2 separate regions of the Macaca mulatta genome follow, and region 2 is linked to region 1. The links are chromatin contacts, called in public Hi-C maps. All regions are on one chromosome and are shown on one strand. The core of a region is the stretch at or near the end of the contact, and the rest is flanking DNA. Distances in the headings are between cores, read along the strand shown.

The links. A called contact is a pair of places that touch in the nucleus more often than the background predicts.
Region 2: a contact with region 1 is called in a Hi-C map of liver, with 2.4 times the contacts expected there. The contact joins the promoter of REXO2 here to the promoter of RBM7 in region 1. A contact is called at or near these places in 3 of 14 Hi-C or Micro-C datasets (CD4 T cells, blood and liver).

Annotation. Positions count from the first base shown.
Region 1 is chr14:115,152,012-115,158,031 of T2T-MMU8v2.0, forward strand. RBM7 (RNA binding motif protein 7) reads left to right here and starts at 3,272. Exons shown (of 5, transcript NM_001261071.1): 1 at 3,272-3,377; 2 at 4,302-4,464; 3 at 5,373-5,460. The coding sequence starts at 3,282. It overlaps C14H11orf71 (chromosome 14 C11orf71 homolog), which reads right to left and starts at 3,070. Exons shown (of 1, transcript XM_015115758.3): 1 at 1,156-3,070. The coding sequence starts at 2,941. The coding sequence ends at 2,558.
Region 2 is chr14:115,190,657-115,196,676 of T2T-MMU8v2.0, forward strand. REXO2 (RNA exonuclease 2) reads left to right here and starts at 2,565. Exons shown (of 7, transcript NM_001193813.1): 1 at 2,565-2,854; 2 at 3,829-3,912. The coding sequence starts at 2,708.

The DNA of each region.
Region 1 (6,020 bases), core at 2,022-4,521:
CTACAATACAGTCTTTGTTGTGACTCGAGGGTCACAATGTAACTTGAATGCTACTGCACATGTTAAGAACAAGAATTTAGATATCCATTGACTCAGATTTAAAATAATGGAGCATTTATGTGAACAAGGTTCTCCTCCTGCCAAACAAAACACAAACCACACCATTTTCTTTTTTACTGCACATACACTATTATTCAACCAAAGCCCTATTCTTGATGACCCCATTCCAGAACAAACAGAAATGAAGTCACACTCCCACTTGGTCCTCCCTTGTTCTTGAGCACTTTTGTGTACTTTTGTGACTTGTGTTCTTTCATTTGACAAATCTCATCCTCTTTTCCCTCATAAGCTAAAAAATATGCTTTCAAGGCATATTTAGTGCCGAATCATTTTGTAGGTGATAATTATGAGCCAACTGGTCTGCCTGTCACTTCAGCATAATTGATGGCACCCTCTTCCACTCCCAGGTGCCCTTATTTGCTGATATTGTCACCCGATGTGTCATACCTAATTTTTCTCTTCTCATCTGCCGATTCCCCATTTCCAACTTTAACCGAGTTTATTTTTTAAAGCATAGGATTATATACTAAATGGGGAAAAATGAAGAAGCCATCTAGCCATATTTCACACTATGAGAATTCCTTTGACAAAACCCTTCACGAGATTCAGCCTCTATCTGAACTTTCTGGCAGCTAATTCATTACCTTTTGAGGTGGTATTTTTCACTACTAGGCATCTCTAAGTTTTAAGAAAGTCTTCTTTATCTTCAGCTTTAATTTTATTCTTCTTCCCCAGCCTAAAACTCTGTTTATAGTTTGGAATTCCTTTCTCAACCACGGGTTTTTGTAATGCTCAGGTTAAGGCATCCATTGTATATTACAAACTAACTTCTTTTTAGTTATCTGAAAAAAATATTAGTTATGTATTATCCTTGGGAAAGTTAAGAAAATAGTTACTCAAGTCATTTTTTTCTGCATTCAGATGAGGAACCTCATTTGAAAGGCTGCAGGGCTCTATCATTTACTAGCTATATGACCTTGGAAAGTTTATTTTATCACCTTCAGACTGTTTTTCAGCAACAAAATGAAAGTAAAGTACTCCCTTATGGGCTGCTGTGAGAATCAAATAACATACAAAGTTCCTTAGGAACAGATACTTTATCATGTTTACCACTTTATTCTAAGTGCTTACTGCAGGCAGTAGCAGGTACAGAGTAAGTTCTCAATAAATATCTCTATAAACAATAAAAGTCCTAGCACATTGACTTGCACATAGCACTCAATAAAAGGTAGATATTACTATTCTTTTAATCATTCTTCCTATGATCTGGTTTCTAGAATTCTCACTACATTAATTCACCCTCTTATGGAAGCTATCTTGTTGACTCAACATTCTTAACATGTAGTTCTAACAATTCAATACTATGTGGTGTATGGAGATTTTGCTTTATTTGAACATAATTATTTTAAGGAAGTCTAAACAGACAAGCGTCTGCTGGGAAAAAGCTAGTCTACCTGCTTATATGAAGAGCTGGCACTTACAAAACCCAGTAACTTTCTCACAATACCACCCTTTAAAATGTATGCTTAAGAGAACAAAAATATCAGCAAATTTAAGGAGTGATCAGCCAGGTAAGAGAAGAACCAGGACAGTGCAGTATTATGAAGGGGGAAAAAAAAAAAAAAGCCACTGCAACCAGTACTTATCTTTACACAGCCCAGTGTGGTGATTCCTATTCACTTAGTAGCCTCCCCATCTAGAATATACTCCGTGATCTTTCTTGATGGCCAGACTGTGTAAAGTTCATACACAGTGTTTACTACAGGGATCCCCAAATATTGTCAGTTTAATGAGTAAACACAAATTTCAAGGAGGGCACTACAGTGAGATGAACAGTTTTCTGATTGGAGATTGTACAACTAATGTTTTCACCAGTGTACTTTAGGACAGCAGATTCAGATTAAGGCGCTGGGACTGAATGCAAATAGTAAAATTACAAATATAAAGTAAAAATTTGCAACCTTTGCCAAAGAAAGGAATGTAAACTGAGTTAATAATTGGAAAGAACAGTAAGGTTTAGGTTTTGTTCTTATTTTTAGTGCGACTGAGATTGTTGTTTGTTTGTAGACACATCTGAAAAAAGTGAAGGGAGAGATGGAAGATGGTAAATGTCAAGGAAAAGATGGAAGGATAAATCACTGTAATAAAAAGGAGTACTTTTTCGCCAACAGAAGTAAAGGTAAAGTGTCTGAGTTAACGAATGGCTTGTTGACCTCTGGGGAGGATGATCCCATCAGCTCAGCTTTGTGACGACCTAAGAATATCCCTTCCACCCCTTTCCTGATCCAATCATTCTGGCTGCATAAAACCACCTAAATCAATTACCTGTTACACTTCTGTTAGTGCTAGGATATATTCATATAACTCCCACGTATTAAATGAAAATGCATTCATCTAAAAATAAGACAACAAGATTGCTGCTACACCAAGAAAGGATTTTAAAAAGGCCTCTTCACAAGGTAAGTGAGGGCCAGAGGAAAGGAGGAAAGGCGGTCGTTTAAACTGAAATTCGAGCCGCGATGACACCTCCTAATGCAATCAAACGCTGTTGCAGCACACTTCTTAGGAGGTCGGGTTCAACGCCAGGGTAAGGTGAGAATCTGGCCTGGCGGCTCCGGCCCCGGCCATCCGGTTCCCTTCCGTTTATAAAGCGGGTTGGGCTGCGGCCGCCACCATTCACTCGACGGCTCTCGGCACGAACGCTTGGTCGCAAAGCCTGCCGAGGTCCTAGATGAATCGCTTCAGGTCTGGAAACGAGGAAGCCGTCTCCAGAGACCATTGCCAACGCTGACGCCCGCGGTCTGAGGTCGCTGTGGGAAGAGCCGTGGGCCACCCTGCTCCTCTGATCACCGGCGGACAGGGACACATTGTTCAGGGCCATCTTCAAACACCACCCGCAGTATTTGCGTTACGTCCCTCGGTCAAGGCAGGCCCTTCGCGGCTCCCCAGATCAGTTCAGCCTGTCTCGGACCGGGTGACTAACCACACCGGAAGCCATAACTGAGCCTGCGGAAAAGCCAGACACCGCCCTGCCTTTATCGAGCGCTATCCTGGCGAGCATGCGCACTCCGTCCGCACAAGTCGACGCCCGCTGAGAGCAAGCGCAACGGACGTTTGCGTTGGTGACGCCAGGGAGCGTGAGGACGTGGGGCTTCCGTGAATGCGCAGTGGGTGCGTCGGCCACGACCTTTTGGCCAGGTTAGGGAGGGGGCGACGCTGAGATGGGGGCGGCGGCGGCGGAAGCGGATCGGACTCTCTTTGTGGGCAACCTTGAAACGAAAGTGACCGAGGAGCTCCTTTTCGAGCTTTTCCACCAGGTAAGCAGATGAGTTCGGCTCTTTTGCCTTTCGTTTTCCGTCTCGCCTAGGGCCTGGCCCAGCGACCACCCCTTTTTCTTTTCGTGGCCGTCAGGGGACCCGACTGGTGGCTGTTTGGGGGTGAAGGGCGCGTCTGGGTTGCGAAACGCTCGCTGGGTGTCGCTTTTCTGGAAGATCTTGGTTCGTTTAGGCCAAAAGTGACGACTAAAGGTGGTGGAGGGATCATCGGTCAAGTTTGGGGTAATTGGAGATCCAGGCATCCTTGGGAACATAGTGTGTGTGTAGGGTCTTCGTTGAGCAGTGCTTTTTCTTATCCCTCCTGTTCTCATTTTCCACTTAGGATAATTTGTCTTTGGTGAACTTAATATTTTAATTTATTTGTGTCAGTTTTCCCTTAAAGTTTGCTTATCAAATTGCAACATTATTAAAATATGTAAAATAAAATCGTTAAGTACTCCGTAGAAAAACAGTATTTTAGTGTTGCTATATTAAAATGTGTGGAAAATTCTGAGTATCCCATTCCCCCCATCCCTATCCCCTAATAACTGGTATTGTTTGATTAATCAATACAAAAGTCAGTTTTTGGTTCAAGAAAATCATTCTCTTGTTCTTGATAAATGTTCATTTTCATGGAGTGGCAAAATAATGGCGATTGTTCACTATGCTAAGAGGCCATACAGTGCTGTGAACTGCGAAAGTGATTGTGTTTCCAGTTTCTTAATGGCCCCCTTCCCCAAATAAATCTAATGTTCGATCATAACTAGGATGTTTACTGTAGCCAAAATGGAAATCCGTGCATCATTTTTAAAAGAAGTTTCTGATTACATTTCTGTTGTTTATAAACTTTGACGTCTCGTATTTGTAAAATTTGAGTGTTTTCCTTTAGTTGCTTTATTTAAATTCTAAACACCTTTTTGTTTGTAGGCTGGGCCAGTAATAAAGGTGAAAATTCCAAAAGATAAGGATGGTAAACCAAAGCAGTTTGCGTTTGTGAATTTCAAACATGAAGTATCTGTTCCTTATGCAATGAATCTACTTAATGGAATCAAACTTTACGGAAGGCCTATCAAAATTCAATTTAGATCAGGTAAATGTCCATTGAGGTTAGGGGGCATTGTTTCCTGCTGTTTTTAAATTTATTATTCAGTTTTAAAGAACCTCTTATTTGTAGATGAAACTGCTTTCTTAAGCATTGTGATTAGCAAACTTTATCTTGAAAACAGGTAACATTGACACATGGATTTTGAAATTATAATTTTAAAACTGAGCTTAAAGTTTCATTTTGGGTTAGTGAAAAGAACATAAACTGTATCACTAAGAGAGTTGGGCTTGGGTGCTCTGAAAAGAGCTAGGTTTGTTTTCTGAAAATGCTTCTCCTGGCTGCTTGGTAATTACTTGCATATATTTTGATTCTTGATCATGTGAGGATGAAACTGTCCATGTATCCAGTCTTACAATTTAGGGCGGAGATCAGAAAATTGTGGTCAGATTGGATATTTATGGAATGCTTTGTTTTGCTTATCTGATATTATACACTTATAATTTTCACTCTGATGAAGCCGTAAAGCAGTCTACAGCAGTTCGAGATTTTTTTTTGAGTGGGAGTCTTACCCTCGGCTGGAGTGCAGTGGCACAATCTCAGCTCACTGCAACCTCCACCTCCCAGGTTCAAGCGATTCTCCTGCCTTAGCCTCCTGAGTAGCTGGGATTACAGGTGCACGCCACCACGCCTGGCTAATTCTTTGTATTTTTAGTAGAGATGGGGTTTCACCATGTTGGTCAGGCTGGTCTCGAACTCCTGGCCTCAAGAAATCTGCCCACCTCAGCCTCCCAAAGTGCTGGGATTACAGGTGTGAGCCACCGCGCTGGGCCAGCAGTTTGAGATTTTTCTCTTTTAGATTGTGTTTACCTTTTTGGAGTGATTTCAGGTGGGGAAGACAAAATTTCAAATTAGATTTTCTATCAAGAATAATTTTTCAAATTATTTCACTTTAGGAAGTAGTCATGCCTCGCAAGATGTCAGTTTGTCATATCCCCAGCATCATGTTGGAAATTCAAGCCCTACCTCCACGTCTCCTAGCAGGTAATATTTCTCACTTATTGTTAAGATCACTTATCAGGATTTCTTATAGGGAATAGCCTCAAAACACATGAGCGACATAACCATCCCCACATACGTGTACAGTACATGTATACACTTGAAACAAAATTTCTCAAAACATTATTTACCCTCACTACTTGCATTACTTACTATTTCATTTAAAAACATTAATTTATTTTACAATCATTAATTGGTTGTTACTTATAGTTAAAAATACCAATTAGTCAGCAGAGTATTGGACTAAGAATTCCTAGAATTGGATTCTAGGTCTGCATCTATCAATTGTGTAATCTTGAGCTAGTCTCCTTTCTTTAGTCCTATCTTCCCATGTGTAAGGAAAAGAAGTTGAATTAAATGATTTGTAAAATCCCTTCAGGTACTGAGTATTAGAAAGTATCATATTTACTTAAATAATTTTATTTGCTTTGGGGAGGTTAATATTTTACCAGGGACAGTTTTTCCGGGTGTATCCATAGAGCTATTTAACAGTCATTTAAGGAAGATTTAATAAATACCTGCCATATCTCAGGTTCTTCACCAAA
Region 2 (6,020 bases), core at 1,315-3,814, 38 kb after region 1:
GCAGGGTTCAGGTGGTAATACTCGCTCCCCCACCCCTCACTTCTGGCAGAGCAGCCCGGTTCTTAACATGACACGGACTGTTACTCGTCTGCACCGATCTGCAGCCCAGGGGTTGGGGATGCCTACTTTATAAGGAAAATGGCTAAAATTGTAAATTTTTGTATTATCTTTTATCACAATTTAAAAAATAAAAATTAAAAAATATGTAAAAAAGTAGTTATCTCTCAAAAGAGGGAAGGGTTTGTGTGTCCTTAGCCATGTCCTATTAGAAACATTATTCCAGTAGTAAAGTTGAAAAAAAATAGTGTTCTTTAAAATTTTAGATACATAATACTTTAAGAAGATCATAACAAGCCCGATTGATAAAGCTTTCTGTACTTCAGCTGACTCTACTCTTTTTTTTTTGGGATGGAGTCTTGCTTTATTGCCCAGGCTGGAGTGCAGTGGTGCAATCTCAGCTCACTGTAACCTCCACCTCCTGGGTTCAAGCGATTCTCCTGCCTCAGCCTCCTCAGTAGCTGGGACTACAGGCGTTTGCCACCATGCCCAGCTAATTTTTGTGTTTTTAGTAGAGACGGGGTTTCAGTATGTTGGCCAGCCTGATCTCGAACTCCTGACCTCATGATCCGCCCACCTCGGCCTCCCAAAGTGCTGGGATTACAGGTGTGAGTCACCACGCCCGGACTCAACTGACTCTACTTTCAATGAATCAAGTTTAAAGCTAAGAAAAAAACTAAAGAAGAAATGCAGACCATTTTTTATAAAGTAGGCTACAAATGGGTAAAAAACTATAGCAAAACAATGCGACATCAGGCAATGCAGGTAAAATATATATGCATTGTGCACAGTAAGTCTTTATGTGTATAATCTGCGCATACCTTTTGATGACCCTTCAAAGAGTTTCTCTGGGCCGTTGCAGGTCATGGGTTGGGTACAGAAAATCAGTAGAAGGTGAAATCCAGTACCCTACACTTTCCTTAAAGCTCCAATTAGGCAACAAAGTTTCTCTCTCATAAAACCAGCTCACCAGGTAGGATGGACCACAAGCTCTGTAATGAGTAGCAATATGGCTTTCAGAAAAATACATAGAGATTACAATTCAAAGCCCAGATTGACATTTGTGACAAAGTGGCACTCTGCCACAAATTTGTTACCGGATAGCCAAGATTTAAGAGACTCACAAAATTTGACATTTCAGGGCTAAAGGTCCTGATGCTGGCCACCTGGACTCCTAGGAATGCTGGACATTACAGCTATCATTGCAGGAGATTAAAGACACCTGGATCAAAGCCAAAGATGATGACAGAGCAGGCAGAATTGTTTCAGTTCATTTTAAGTTAGTTTACTGCATAGATTTGTTATAAGAGGGCGAGATTTAACTTTGAAAACTTTTAATAATAGAACAGCAAGTTGTCATCATGCAGACACGTTTCATAAGGAATAAGGGATAACCCTTGGCCAAATTGTCAGAGGCATTTGAAGAGTGATCCTATCTTGAATAGGGGCTGGGTAAAACAATGCTGAGACCTACTGGGCTGCATTCCCAGGAGGTTAGGCATTCTAAGTCCCAGGAAGAGATAGGAGGTCAGCACAAGATACAGGTCACAAAGACCTTGTTGATAAAACAGGGTGTTGTAAAGAAGCTGGCCAAAACCCACCAAAACCAAGATGACAAAATGACCTCTAGTCATCCTCACTACTCATTATACACGAATTATAATGCATTAGCATGCTAAACGACACTCCTACCAGTGCCATGACAGTTTACAGATGCCATGGCAACCTTAGGAAGTTACCATATCTGATCTAAAATCGGAGGAACCCTCAGTTCCCGGAATTGTCCACCCCTTTCCCGGAGAACTTATGAATAATCCACCCCTTTAGTATACAATCAAGAAATAACTGTAAGTATACTCAGTTGCCCATGCCCCTGCTCTGCCTATGGAGTAGGCATTCTTTATTTCTTTACTTTTAATAAACTTGCTTTCACTTTATGGATTCGCCCTGAACTCTTTCTTGCAGGAGGTCTAAGAACCCACTCTTTGAGCCTGGATCAGGACCCTTTTCCCATAACGAAATGAAGGAAGGTAACTAACTTTGACTGAACACCTAATACGTGCTAAATGATTTCTCAGACAAGATCTCATGTAAATATTTCTAAATGATTTGATGATAATGTTAATGGCCTTCTGGCCCCCAAAAGCACACTGCCTCTTGGTCCCAAAAAAATGAGGAAAATATCCAGTTTGTGGAATAGAGGGGCAGGTAAGTTAAAAAAAAAAAAAAAAGAAAGAAAAGCAAAAAAGGAAAGAGATACATGAAAAAAACACCATACATAGATAATCAGATCTTTTCCAACCAACCAAAGGAAGAGTTCTTTTTTAACTGCGCGGTTACAACTAACCAAAACTCAGGAAATAACTCCTGGAAGCAAACAAACTTAGCAGTGCAAAACAAGCGCGTCCAGTAACACCCGAAAAACACGTGGCGGGGGTGGGGCATCCGGTCGCAACCGCAGGTGAGACTCTAAGTCCCATCATTCCCTTCGGCAGCCAAGCCGGGCTGTTGAGGGCGAGCCGGCGCACCGCACGCTGGGACGTGTGGTTTCAGCTCGTGCGCCTCCCCGCGGGTTTGCGACGTTTAGCGACTATTGCGCCTGCGCCAGCGCCGGCTACGAGACTGGGGCCGTGGCTGCTGGTGCCGGGTGATGCTAGGCGGCTCCCTGGGCTCCAGGCTGTTGCGGGGTGTAGGTGGGAGTCGCGGACGGTTTGGGACGCGAGGTGTACGCGAAGGTGGCGCAGCCATGGCGGCAGGGGAGAGCATGGCTCAGCGGATGGTCTGGGTGGACCTGGAGGTGAGTGAGGTCGGCGGGGGGCTTGGGGAAGGCGAGTGAGGTTTCGCGCGTGGGACCGAGGAGCCGAGCCTGTCCTGGGAGAGCGGCGGGGGTCTGGGTCTCAGGTGTGGCAGGTTAGCGCCGCCGGCCAGGGGCGGCGCAGGGCAAGTCCGGAGGCAGGAGTCCTGCGGGCGTGGGGCGCACTGCTGGGCTGTAGGGCTTCTTTCCACAAGGGAGGAGTCCTCCGTGTGGCTTCCTCTCCTGCCCGCCCCTCCGCCCAGATGTGGACTTTTCCTAACGCTCTGGCGTCTCTGGGCTTGGGTCACTGGAGTGGGGGCGGGGGCAGCGGCTCTTCTTAGCCTCCCCCAACTAAATCCTTAAAGGACCGTAGGTTGTTAGAGTCAGACGGGACTCCGGAGATGACTCAGCCCTACCCCTCATTCCATAAGTGAGAACATTGAGGCCCACAGAAAGGATTCAGCTCATTCAAGGTCGTGCAGTTAGTGAGAGTCTGAGTTGGGACCGGAACCCAATTCCTATCCCTTCAGGCTTTCCATGCCTGAAACAAGGGCTCCTCCCTCCGTTGAGCCTCAGTTTATATGAAGTGAGGATAATAACAGTAGTTTTTCCATTAGATTGTGAAGATCAAGTGATGTAATTAGTGTGAAAACTTTGTGAACTCTGTAGAAACGTCGTGGTGTTAGTTATCTCTTTCAAAAGTGAGTGATGTCAGCACCCAGTTTTACTTACTTTGCATCTGTCCCGGAGTAGAATCTCAGTGCTTGACAAATAGCAGGCCCTTGGTAAATGTTTGTTGAATAAACGAGGACTCGTGTTTAGTACCTTCAGTAGTTGGCCAAGGAGCATTCTTCTCTTCTGTTTCGGCTATGGGTTACAAGCTGACTATGTTTGAGGGAATTTCTGTTAAATAAACTTGGGTGAAAGAGGCCAGAATGATGGCTTTGTGTGTGTTATATATTTATTTTTAATTGCAGATGACAGGATTGGACATTGAGAAGGACCAGATTATTGAGATGGCCTGTCTGATAACGGACTCTGATCTCAACATTTTGGCTGAAGTACGTGATACCATGTAATACAGTCATACTTTTTAAAGGGCACTGGAGATATACCCATCATTTTTTCCAGCTTCTTTATTTAAAAAATAAGAAAGTTGAGGTCCATATGGATTAAGGTAATGTGCTAGGTCATGGTAGGGGTGGTACTAGAACCAAAGTAATCCATCTCACAGCCTAGTGAAAAATTAATTAAAAATTTAAATTAAAAAATTAAGCATTATTTTTTAATTAGCCATGCCAGAAATTTACAGAAACATAAATTCTGTCATTTACTGAGCGCTTACTGTATGCCAGGTACAGTTTCTAAGTGCTTTATACGTCTTTGTTCTTAGTCCTCACAGCAACTGTAAGTTAGGTTTTGTTGTAATGCTCATTTGATAGATGAGGACACTTGAGCATAGAGATGTTGGGTAATTTGTCTGAGGCCCCAGTGGCTATTTATTAGGGGAGCCAATAGTTTAACTCAGGCTGTCTCAGTAAGGTGCTCCTAGCAAGTAGGACAGCCAACTGTCCTCCCATCAGATTTGGTGACTCATGCCAGTGTTTGCGTCTTTATATCATAACCTTGACTTTAACTTGACTCCATATTTACAATTCTGCCTTTTCAACTAGGTCATGTGATTCTTCTAGATCTATATTAAGATTTTAGAATTTCTGTTAATGCACACCCATAAAGTATTCTCTTGTTGACAGATTGGGCATGGTTAAGGTTTTTGCATGCTACTTTCAACTGAAACATTTAGCAAAACAAATGAAACACACCTGCTGCATTTCAACCACTCATGAAACATTTAACAAGGATGTGACACCATCTGGTAGGGGGTGAAATCCCTGACCCTGAATAATTCTGTTTTAGACTGTCAGCAGTATTCAGAGCCAGAAACTCCAGAATAGGAACAAAGTAGGGATGTTTGTGGAAAAGAGAGTCTTGTTAAAATAAGTTCCTAGAGGGTAGCATTGATACGTTGCTGGCACCGGATAAATTTCGTAAATCTGCAGTTAACACTTTCGTTTGTTTTGCTGTGTAGGTAAAAGAGGTGAGGACGTATTTCTAGATGAATGACTGTGTTTGTGGAGTACCAGGCTTATCCTCCCCGCATATCAGCTGTAGGAGAATCATGAGACTTTGTATTTCTCATCATAACAACTTTTTTTAACTTTGTATAAATAAAGCCCTGATTTTTAGATTTGGTTGTTTTTTTCTGTTACTTGGGATTTACTGGAGATGAATAGTGAAGAGAAGTGTCTTTATTTTACCATCCTAACTTACCCTTGGCTGAAGAAGAGTGTTTCCTTTAGACTGTTGATATAATGTGAAATACAGTTTAATGGACCGGTAGGTTGATATGTACCCTGGAGGAAATTTGGCTATGTATTCACACAGCTGCAGATGAATGCAGCATTTGTAAATGGACTAAGTCAGATGAGGATAAAGATGTTTTATTAAAAAAAAAAAAAAAAAAAGCTTGGGGGCTATCAGTTCTGCAGTATGTTTTATTCTTTTATAAGAGTCTGAGAAAAATGTTTTATGTTGGGAGAAGAGCAGGCATACTACTCTGAAAATTTTTCTGTAGGTGTGGTCCCGTGGCTTGCTAAATTGGGATCTAGAATAGGTATCTAGCATTATATCTGTAGTAGTTTGATTTTTCCATCATTGTTAGTATTTTTTTTAATAGTATGAGTATTTTTTTTTTCGTGACTATCATAAAATGTACGTTATGCAAGCAAAATTTTTTGTTTCTCTGCAGAGATTGCCAACACCAGTTTTCTTGTTTGGCTAAACCTCCTTTTTAGTAGTAGGATGTCAGGCGTATTTTAATTAAATTCTGGCCATTTCTTTAAGTGATTGCAAACTGTTTTTACCACCTTAGTAGTAATAATACCTTGAATTTTTAGAATACTTTTCTACCAGAGAGTTCAAAGAGCTCATATCTATAATTTCTTTTATCCTGTTAACATTTCTACGAGGGAAGGGATGCAGTTTATTATTATCACTATCTTACAGAGGGAGCAGCTAAGGTGACTTGCTTTAATGCCGCAGCTGTTGTTAACTGCCAGGACTTAATCTGAGAGACTCACACTTGGATATTCTGTGAAATGGAGCCGAG